Regions from separate parts of the Mus musculus genome. Here region 1 is linked to region 2. Evidence: chromatin contacts called from public promoter capture Hi-C data. All regions are on one chromosome and are shown on one strand. Each heading gives the region's core, a stretch centred on a gene start, on an enhancer-like site or on the middle of the called end of the contact. The rest is flanking DNA. Distances are from core to core; before and after follow the strand shown.

Region 1 (4,177 bases), core at 850-3,349, 270 kb before region 2:
AGTGCTTTAAGTGCCAAGATGGCCTCCCTAGAAAGAGGCCTGCAGAAGTACCACCCTGTGGGGGATGTGCTAGCCTGTGCAAACTCTCAGGACAGGGCAACCTCTAGAGAGAACAGAACCCAGTTGGAACACAACTTTGCTGAGTGAGGATTCCTAAAATTCCATAGAGTTTTCTCACTGCAGAAAGCAGGCCTCCCGCCTCTGCCCTCTCTCGCCAGGAAAGAGAGCAGACCAGGCATCCTAGATGCCTAAGATGAGTGTCCTGTGGGGACAAGCCACTGCTTAGAGGAAATGGAGGTGACAGGGCTGGAAGTTGATTGAGATTTTGACCAACCTGGGAGCATTTGAAGGATCTAGGAAAATACAGCAGTTGCTGAGTGCTAGCGAAGCCTATACAGCCACTTCAAAAGTCTGCCCACGGCCTAAGGGGCGAGCCGCACAGAACAAGTACCTGAGTTAAGACCCATTTCGCGCTGGGCAGTGGTGGCGCACGCCTTTAATCCCAGCACTTGGGAGGCAGAGGCAGGCGTATTTCTGAGTTCGAAGTCAGCCTGGTCTACAGAGCAAGCTCCAGGATAGCCAGGGATATACAGAGAAACCCTGTCTCAACAAAACAAAACAAAACAAAACAAAACAAAACAAAAGACCCATTTCGGTTCCATCAGGCAGTTTGGGAGGGGCCACAAGGGTTAAACTCCTGGGAGAAGCTGTTTGCTATATGTCCAGAAGAGAAATGTAAACCTTCCTAAAGTTTCTCCGTAATTGGTCTAGCATTTAAGGTTTCTGGAAGTAGCAGATAAGCCATTTTATTTTCGTTTGGCTTTTTATTCTGGAGGACTCTAAGGAGATCATGGGTGGTGAAATGCAGCTTACTGAACTCTCACCCTTACGCTGACCTCTGGGCATGAGATCCTGAAGGGCGGGTACCATCGCCAAGTCCCACAAGGCTCAGAGGCAATAGAAGGGCTGTGGCAGACACAGGCTCTGCAGGGTTGGGACTAACATCTCCAAATCCCAAAAGGCTGAGAAGCAACAGATCAGGGCTGTGGCTGAGACATGGGTTCCAGTAATGTCAGCAGTTGGGAGACCGTGGCCCAGGCATCCCTGAGGACCTCAGTTGTCCCAAACTGCAGAAGGAAGGAAGGGTAAATAAGATGCTATCAAACCCACTGGTATGTGGCATTCAGCCCTCGAAAGCTATTCTTGCTGTGGGGTGGGATAGCAGTACAGTGCTTGGCCAGCATGCATGGATGAGGTCCTAGGTTCAATCCCTGTGGCAGCAGACAGTCAATCACTAAAATTGAGCCTGTGCACAGCCAGCTTTTTCCCATTCCTTGGTCCGGTAGGTGAGCAAAAGGGATCGCCTGTGAAACAATGGCGTTTGGGCCAGATGGTGGCGTTGGGTTGGGTTGGGTTTGGTTACACTGTGGCATCCCGAATCCCAAGTAGACAGTCTTACGCATGCTATGCAGATCTGAAAACCCGAAAGTGCAGAGGCAGGAGGGTCCATGTAAGGCTGCGCCCCAGTCACTGTGAGAGCCCTGGTCTGATGCCAAGTACTGCACTCATTTTATAACTGACGGGGTCTGAGTCCTCCATGCCGAGCTGAGAGAGGATGTTTCATTTTCTCCATTTGTGCCCCCTACCCAAATGTGTTCACTTGCCCAGTGAGCCTGGGCAAATGCCCTCTTTGGACTTGTACACACGTCCCTGCGTCTGTCCACACCCTCCCACACCCCTTACAGTGCTGCCCTCAAGTGCTTTACTCAGTCTCTCACCTGCATTCCTGGGAGGCTCAGCTTCTGGCCCTGCCTCAAATGCTCTCCCCCGCCCTCCCTGTGTGTGTGTGTGTGTGTGTGTGTGTGTGTGTTTATGTGCGTGTGCATGGGCATGGGCATACACAGAGGCACAGCGGTGCTCCCGCCTGCATTGCAGAACGTGGTTGGCCAAGGCATGGACTCAGCACAGGAAAAGATTCTGCCCTTCTTCAAGGAAGGCTGGGAAGGAAAGGCTGAGCCTCACTCAGCTAGGCCGGCCCAGAGGCCAGCCTCTCAGCTCTCTGTAACTGCTGATGGGGATGGATCCTGTGCCCAGCAGGCTCTGAGGGCCAGGCGAGAGCATATGGTTTCCAGTGCTGACACAGCTGTTCAAACAGTAGGTCTGTGATCTCTGGGCCCTTGAAGTGGGCCACTTTGGCTGCACCTTCATTTGGCTCCCAGAACACCTACCAGGCGGTGTTTGGCTGCTGGGTGCTCTTCTGGACAGTCTCCCTGTGTTTCCCTCATCAGAGATGCAGCAGGAAGGCAGCTCTGTGGGAGCTGGGGCCCTGATGGTGGGTCTGGTCTTACTCTCCCCACACAGAGGAGCCCTTATGATTTGGGCAGGCCACCCATTTTTTGTGAGTTTTGCTTTCCCTTTGGAATAGGCATTGTTTGTTTGTTTGTTTGTTTGTTTGTTTCATTTTAATAGATGAAATTTTGTGCTTTTAGAATAAATTTAGATTTACAGAAGAACCAAGCAGGTGCTGCAGAGAATCAGAATAGTTTCCAGTCTTAATGACATCGCACATGAGTGTGATACGTTTACTACCATAGATGAACCAGCATCAGTGCATTCTCCTAAGGTCAGTGCTTCACACAGACTCCTCAGGTTTCCCCAGTGACCCTTTGCATCTCAGGGTCTCTCCAGAATGCCACATTGCATCGCCGTACTGGCCCCCAGGGCACCTCTCAACTGTGACAGCTCCTCAGTCCCATCTTGTTCTTGTTAAACGTGCCAGTTTCAAAGAATACCAGACAAGAATTTTGTATGATGCTCTTCTCTTAGGATTTGCAGGCATCTCTTTTTTTTTAATTAGGTATTTTCCTCATTTACATTTTCAATGCTATCCCAAAAGTCCCCCATACCCTCCCCCCCACGCCCCTACCCACCCACTCCCACTTTTTGGCCCTGGCATTCCCCTGTACTGGGGCATATAAAGTTTGCATGGGCCTCTCTTTCCAGTGATGGCTGACTAGGCCATCTTTTGATACGTATGCAGCTAGAGTCAAGAGCTCCGGGGTACTGGTTAGTTCATAATGTTGTTCCACCTATAGGGTTGCAGATCCCTTTAGCTCCTTGGGTACTTTCTCTAGCTCCTCCATTGGGGGCCCTGTGATCCATTCAATAGCTGACTGTGAGCATCTACTTATGTGTTTGCTAGGCCCCGGCGTAGTCTCACAAGAGATAGCTATATCAGGGTCCTTTCAGCAAAATCTTACTAGTGTGTGTGTGCAATGGTGTCAGCGTTTGGAGGCTGATTATGGGATGGATCCCTGGATATGGCAATCTCTAGATGGTCCATCCTTTTGTCTCAGCTCCAAACTTTGTCTCTGTAACTCCTTCCATGGGTGTTTTGTTCCCAATTCTAAGAAGGGGCAAAGTGTACACACTTTGGTCTTCGTTCTTCTTGAGTTTCATGTGTTTTGCAAATTGTAACTTATATCTTGGGTATTCTAAGTTTCTGGGCTAATATCCACTTATCAGTGAGTACATATCATTTGAGTTCTTTTGTGATTGGGTTACCTCACTCAGGATAATGCCCTCCAGGTCCAACCATTTGCCTAGGAATTTCATAAATTCATTCTTTTTAATAGCTGAGTAGTACTCCATTGTGCAAATATACCACATTTTTTGTATCCATTCCTCTGTTGAGGGGCATCTGGGTTCTTTCCAGCTTCTGGCTATTATAAATAAGGCTGCTATGAACATAGTGGAGCATGTGTCTTTCTTACCGGTTGGAACATCTTCTGGATATATGCCCAGGAGAGGTATTGGGGGATCCTCCGGTAGTACTGTGTCCAATTTTCCGAGGAGCTGCCAGACTGATTTCCAGAGTGGTTGTACAAGCTTGCAATCCCACCAACAATGGAGGAGTGTTCCTCTTTCTCCACATCCTCGCTAGCATCTGCTGTCACCTGAATTTTTGATCTTAGGCAGGCATCTCTTTTAACGTAACATATAGAGATGTCAAGCACAGTGGTGCATGCCTGCAATCCCAGTACTCAGGAAGCTGAGACAGGAGGATTGCTAACAGGCTAACCTGATCTATGTTGCAAGACCTTACCTCAGAAACACCAAATTTAATGATGATGATGATAATAATCATAGTCGTAGTAGTAGGAAGGAGGAGGAGGAG
Region 2 (4,767 bases), core at 996-3,495:
CCAGGATGGCACAAGCCCTCCAACCCCGTTCTACTGTCAAGAGGTTCAAAGTCCTTCTATTTTGTAGTACAACTCCAGCAAGGGTGGTCATGTTTCATCCCAGGGGTCATCTATGACAATGGTGAGGCAGTTATTTAGGTTTTGAAATAGGCTATTTCTGGGAGAGCTGAGTTCAACTTGACAGGATCAAAATAATGTTAGGCACCATAATGACCCTGATCCACGAGGCAGCCTGAATTTCCTCTGTGGCCCTTTTGTCAATAGGGGAAGCAGAGAAAGGGGCTGAGAGTCACAGAGGTGGAGTTAGGGTAGACAGAAATAGAAAGAAGGTTTTGGCATGCGTGGATGGGCAGTCTGTAGACACAGTCTTCTGATTCCTATGATCATAGGTTTCCTAAGCAGAAAACACCAGTGGTAGATGTTGGGGAGGGAATTATGGGTTGTGGGGTGGCAGGATGGGCCTGCAATGTAACAAAGACTGCCATTAAAACAGCAGAGAGGGAAGTCTGAGGAAGAAATGTGTTGTATGGTTGCCACCAGGTCATGAATGTCCTTCCAGGCAATCTCATTCCTTGGTCACAGGTGTCTCCTTCTAGATCTTGCCCTTCCCTTTCAGTCAGGACTAGGTGAAAGATGAGCTATCTGCTTGGTGATCAGTAAGGTGTCAAATTTTTTGTGCTGATATCCAGGTAGGGCATGGTTGATCTTAGGGGAATACACAAATAAAACCACTTTTTGTTGTGAGGAGGGGGTCAGTTTCCTTCCAGAACCTATCTAGGGGGTCCTGTCATCTCACCAACAAGGGGGAGGGGTGTTAATTGTAGTGTATACCAATTAAGAATAATGGGAGGATAGTTTATGTTTTCATATATATTAAGAATGTTTATTGTTGTTAGAGCCATTGACAACTAGACATAAGGGGGTAAGAGGTTGTGTCTTGCCTTGTTAGCTGGGTTTTGAGGGATTGATGTGTCCTTCAATTTTTCCTTGTCCTTGGGGATTATAAGGGACCCCATACAGTGAGCAATTTTCCATGCAGAACAGAATGCTTTAAAATAAATGCTGGTAGAGCCAGGCGTGGTGGCACACGCCTTTAATCTCAGCATTCGAGATGCAGAGGCAGGCAGATTTCTGAGTTCGAGGCCAGCCTGGTCTACAAAGTGAGTTCCAGGACAGCCAGAGCTACACAGAGAAACCTGTCTCAAGAAAACCAATAAATAAATAAATAAATAAATAAATAAATAAATAAATAAATGCTGGTGAAGACAGGGCCATTATTGTAATGAAGAGGGGAGCCATGTTCCAGCCCCAGCAAGCAGCAGAACTCTGTGGCTTGGGTCATGAGACTCTAGCTTTAGAGTCAAGAATAAAATGAACTACTGGGACAACTGATGCTGCTTAGATGGAGCTAAGAAGTTAGTGATAATTAAGAAGAGACCAGCATCACTGAGATAAAATCTTCTGGGAAGTGCTTTCTGAGAGCACAAAGAAGCTGTGTTCCAGAAATAGCCAGGTTTGTACCTCATACTTCAGCTGGACTTGGTAATGTGTGAGAGTCACCCAGGTGGTACTGGTTTTGAAGGTATGAAGCTGAGGTTTGGCACTTTGAGAGGCCAGGGAAGGCCATTAGTGAAGGTGCAGCCTCAGTTGCAACTGACAGCCCAAACTGCAGGAGTCATGCAAAGAAGTTGAGGCTTGTCCCCATGAAGGGAGCTATGAGAGGCTATTGGTGAAACCTAACTGCAGGGGAATACTCCAGCATATTAGAGATGCCAGTACCATGGGATGACCACCAAGAACAGCAGTGACAGTGGAGTGGAGTAAACCAGACCTTGTAATACTACAGAAGGCAGAGCTGGAGAAGTGACCCAAGCCCTTTGGAGGAGCCCAGAAGATCATGTGTGAATCCCAGACATTGGAACAAGAAGCTATAAAATTGAAGTTGCCTTGGAGACCCCAAAATGTTAGAGATGCCAGAGATACTGCCATGCTTTCTGCCATGATGATAGTGGACTCAACCTCAGAACTAGCAAGTCAGCTGAAATTAAATGTTGTCCTTTATAAGAGTTGCCCTGGTCATGGTTGTTGGGGTTCAGGATTTGCCACACAAACCATGCAAACATCAATCTCAGATAAACAAAAATAAATTATTGAGTGCACACCCTAATACTGAGCATTCAGGGACTCTGGCTCAGCCTAGACCTTGGGAGCTGAGCCATGGTAACAAACATCTTTTTCAGTCAGCTTATAAAGGACAAAGCACAAAGCCAGCATGAGCTCACACACAGGTACAATGAGTGCTGCCCAGTGATCAGCTCTGACTGAAGCCATTTTAGAGATAACATTCATATTGACCTTTAACTTGACGGCTCCTACATGAAGCTTTGTGGAATTTGTTAAGATTAACAAACCTCCTCTAGAGCATGCAGAACATAACAGGGGATGTGGTCAGCATGCCCCTGCTCTGAGTCAAGTTATTTTTCCCGTGTCAATGACTGACAGGCACATTACAGCAACCGTATGAAATAGCTGGCGGGCCTGGAAGAAAATGGCAACAGCTATTCTGGGGAGAGGCAAAGTTCAACAATGGTGTCTCGTTGCAGCAGTGGAAACCCAAACTAAGACGCCAGACAAAAGATCCAGAGAGCCAGGGGAGTAAGATAACCTCATACGGTGTCATAAAATAAGTTGAAAGGGCTGTTTTCCTTCTTAAGGGCCATGTAGACAGACAGCACAGATTTCCCTGCATTGGGGGAGTGGCCAGGGAGTCCCCGGAAGTGAAGAGTTGGGGGTTGATCTCCAGGGTGGAAAATATGACTGCAGCCCCCCCCCCATGCCCTCTCCTCCAGGTTTCCCTTCTTGGTGAAGATGGGAGGGGCCTCAGGAATTGGTTCTCATAAAAAGAAGCTGGTTGTGAGGAGCAATGTTAGAAGTGGCAAAGCAGAGGCCAATTTCCCATTGTGATAATGGTTATCTATTTGCCCTGAGAACCCCATTAGGCTGATGGCAAAAGGGGGTGATTTTTTTTTTCTAGTAATCACTGGACATCTGAGAGAGAGAAAAGGGCTTTATGAAAGAGTCTGGTTCCCTGCCTGGTGTTTGTAATTCTTCCTAGCTTTATCATAGAAATCAGGGCATCAACCCTTGTTAGGAGTCTGGGAGCACTGCCAACAGGAGAGTGGAGCCTTTCCAAAACTCTCTGAGGCTGATACAGAGCCCCAGTGAGGGTTGGGAAAGGGTTGAATATGAGGAGCTGGACAGGTTTGTCTGGTGTGTATCAGGCCAGATCAACTCATTGCCAAAGAGCTTGTTTGGCCTCAGAGGTGAGTATTGAAGGGACAGGGGGGCGTGGGGGGGGGGTGATGCTGGTGGTGGTGGTGATGGTGGTGGTGATGGTGGTGGTGAAGAGATTAAAAAGAGGCTGCAGGGTTTTTGTAGGGATAGGCAGCCATGGCCAGAGCCAGTTGAGGTTTCCCAAGAAACTCTAGATCACATTGAGATTTAGCATCTTGGGGAATATTAGATTAGGCTTATGAGGACAGACGGAGGTTAAGGAAATGTCTGTTGCCAAGAAGGAATGAGTCGTACCTTGTTCAGGGCTACTTTTTAATCCTATTTTTGTTAGAGCAGGAATTATTAAATCTTTGAAGTCATGGGGTACCACTTTTTGATCTCCCTAGGTCAAGATATCATCCATGTAGTGGTAGACATTCCTCTTTCTAAATGTGGTTTCAGGGTCACAGCAACCACCTCCTGGCATATAGTGAGGCTGTTGGCCATTCTTAAGGGAGGACTCTCCATCCATATCAGGAGGCTGGCCCAGTGTTGTTAATTTGGGGGACTGAAAAGGTGAAACATTGACAATCATAGGGGTGTAGGGGACAGATTAAAAAAAAAACTTTAATATTTATGACCAATCGTAGAGTATTGGCCAGGATTGCAGAGACAAGAAGGCTCCACTGGCAGGATCACCAGATCTGAATGGTCTTATAGTAGCCACCATCCTCCAGAATTCTTTTCAATTGCATAGATAGGAGAATTCCCTGGGCTGTGGGAGCAGCAGACCCAGTAACTCCAGGGTAACTAGACAGGACCAGATCTAGGGCTTTTAAGATATCTCTCCCCAACAGGTTGGCCAGAATCAGGAGGTACATCCTTCCAGTGTCCCTCCTTTCCACATTTAAAACATTTCCCTTTTTTCTTTTTTAGGGCTACCATAAAGGCCTGGGTGAGGGAAGCAACCTTATGGAAGGCCATCCCAATGTCTTGAGTGGCAACTATCCATTTATCAGACTGCTCGTTTTTCAAACCCTGACATGCTAGCAGGTGTTCTGAGGTCATGCTTTCCCAAATTATGCTTTTAAGGAGTATTTTCTAACCACAGGATCATGGATTTTGCATTCTAGGCTCATTTTTGTTCTAAGAACAAAGTCAGAGAGGGTTTCCTCCAGTATCTGCCAGAGGAAGAAAAGCAAGGAATCCCCATCTTGGGATGGGGCATGCAGTGGGGTGTGGAGGTTCGGTAGCCTGTTGTGCTTCTGTGGAGAAGTTACCTTACCTTGGCCCAAAAGCTCATTGAAGCCCCAAAGGATATTTTGTTGGTTGATTTTGATTTTTCCCCAATCTGTTAGAAGCATTCGTGTCTAGATAAGCCTCTCATTGGTGGTACAAAGGGCTAGGAATGAGACCAGACAGATGTCACACCAGTCCTGTGGTGTATGAAGGATGGCACAAAGGCTCAGGAGAATGGATTTAGTCCAAGGTGCA

Evidence for each region. Promoter capture Hi-C pulls out the DNA fragments that hold promoters and counts their contacts.
Region 1: a contact with region 2 is called in a promoter capture Hi-C map of the C10 cell line, with 6 times the contacts expected there. The contact joins two enhancer-like sites. A contact is called at or near these places in 4 of 39 promoter capture datasets (the C10 cell line, hippocampal neurons, liver and 1 more).

What each region holds. Positions count from the first base shown.
Region 1 is chr1:182,507,238-182,511,414 of GRCm38.p6, reverse strand. All of the region lies in intron 2 of Capn2 (calpain 2), which reads left to right. Among named protein-coding and RNA genes, the nearest start is that of Capn2, 8.3 kb to the left of the region's middle. Within about 2 kb of position 2,099, at least 39 of the 459 cell types and tissues checked have an H3K27ac peak or open chromatin away from gene starts, as enhancers often do.
Region 2 is chr1:182,236,004-182,240,770 of GRCm38.p6, reverse strand. No RefSeq gene overlaps it. Among named protein-coding and RNA genes, the nearest start is that of Gm33887, 19 kb to the left of the region's middle. Within about 2 kb of position 2,245, at least 21 of the 459 cell types and tissues checked have an H3K27ac peak or open chromatin away from gene starts, as enhancers often do.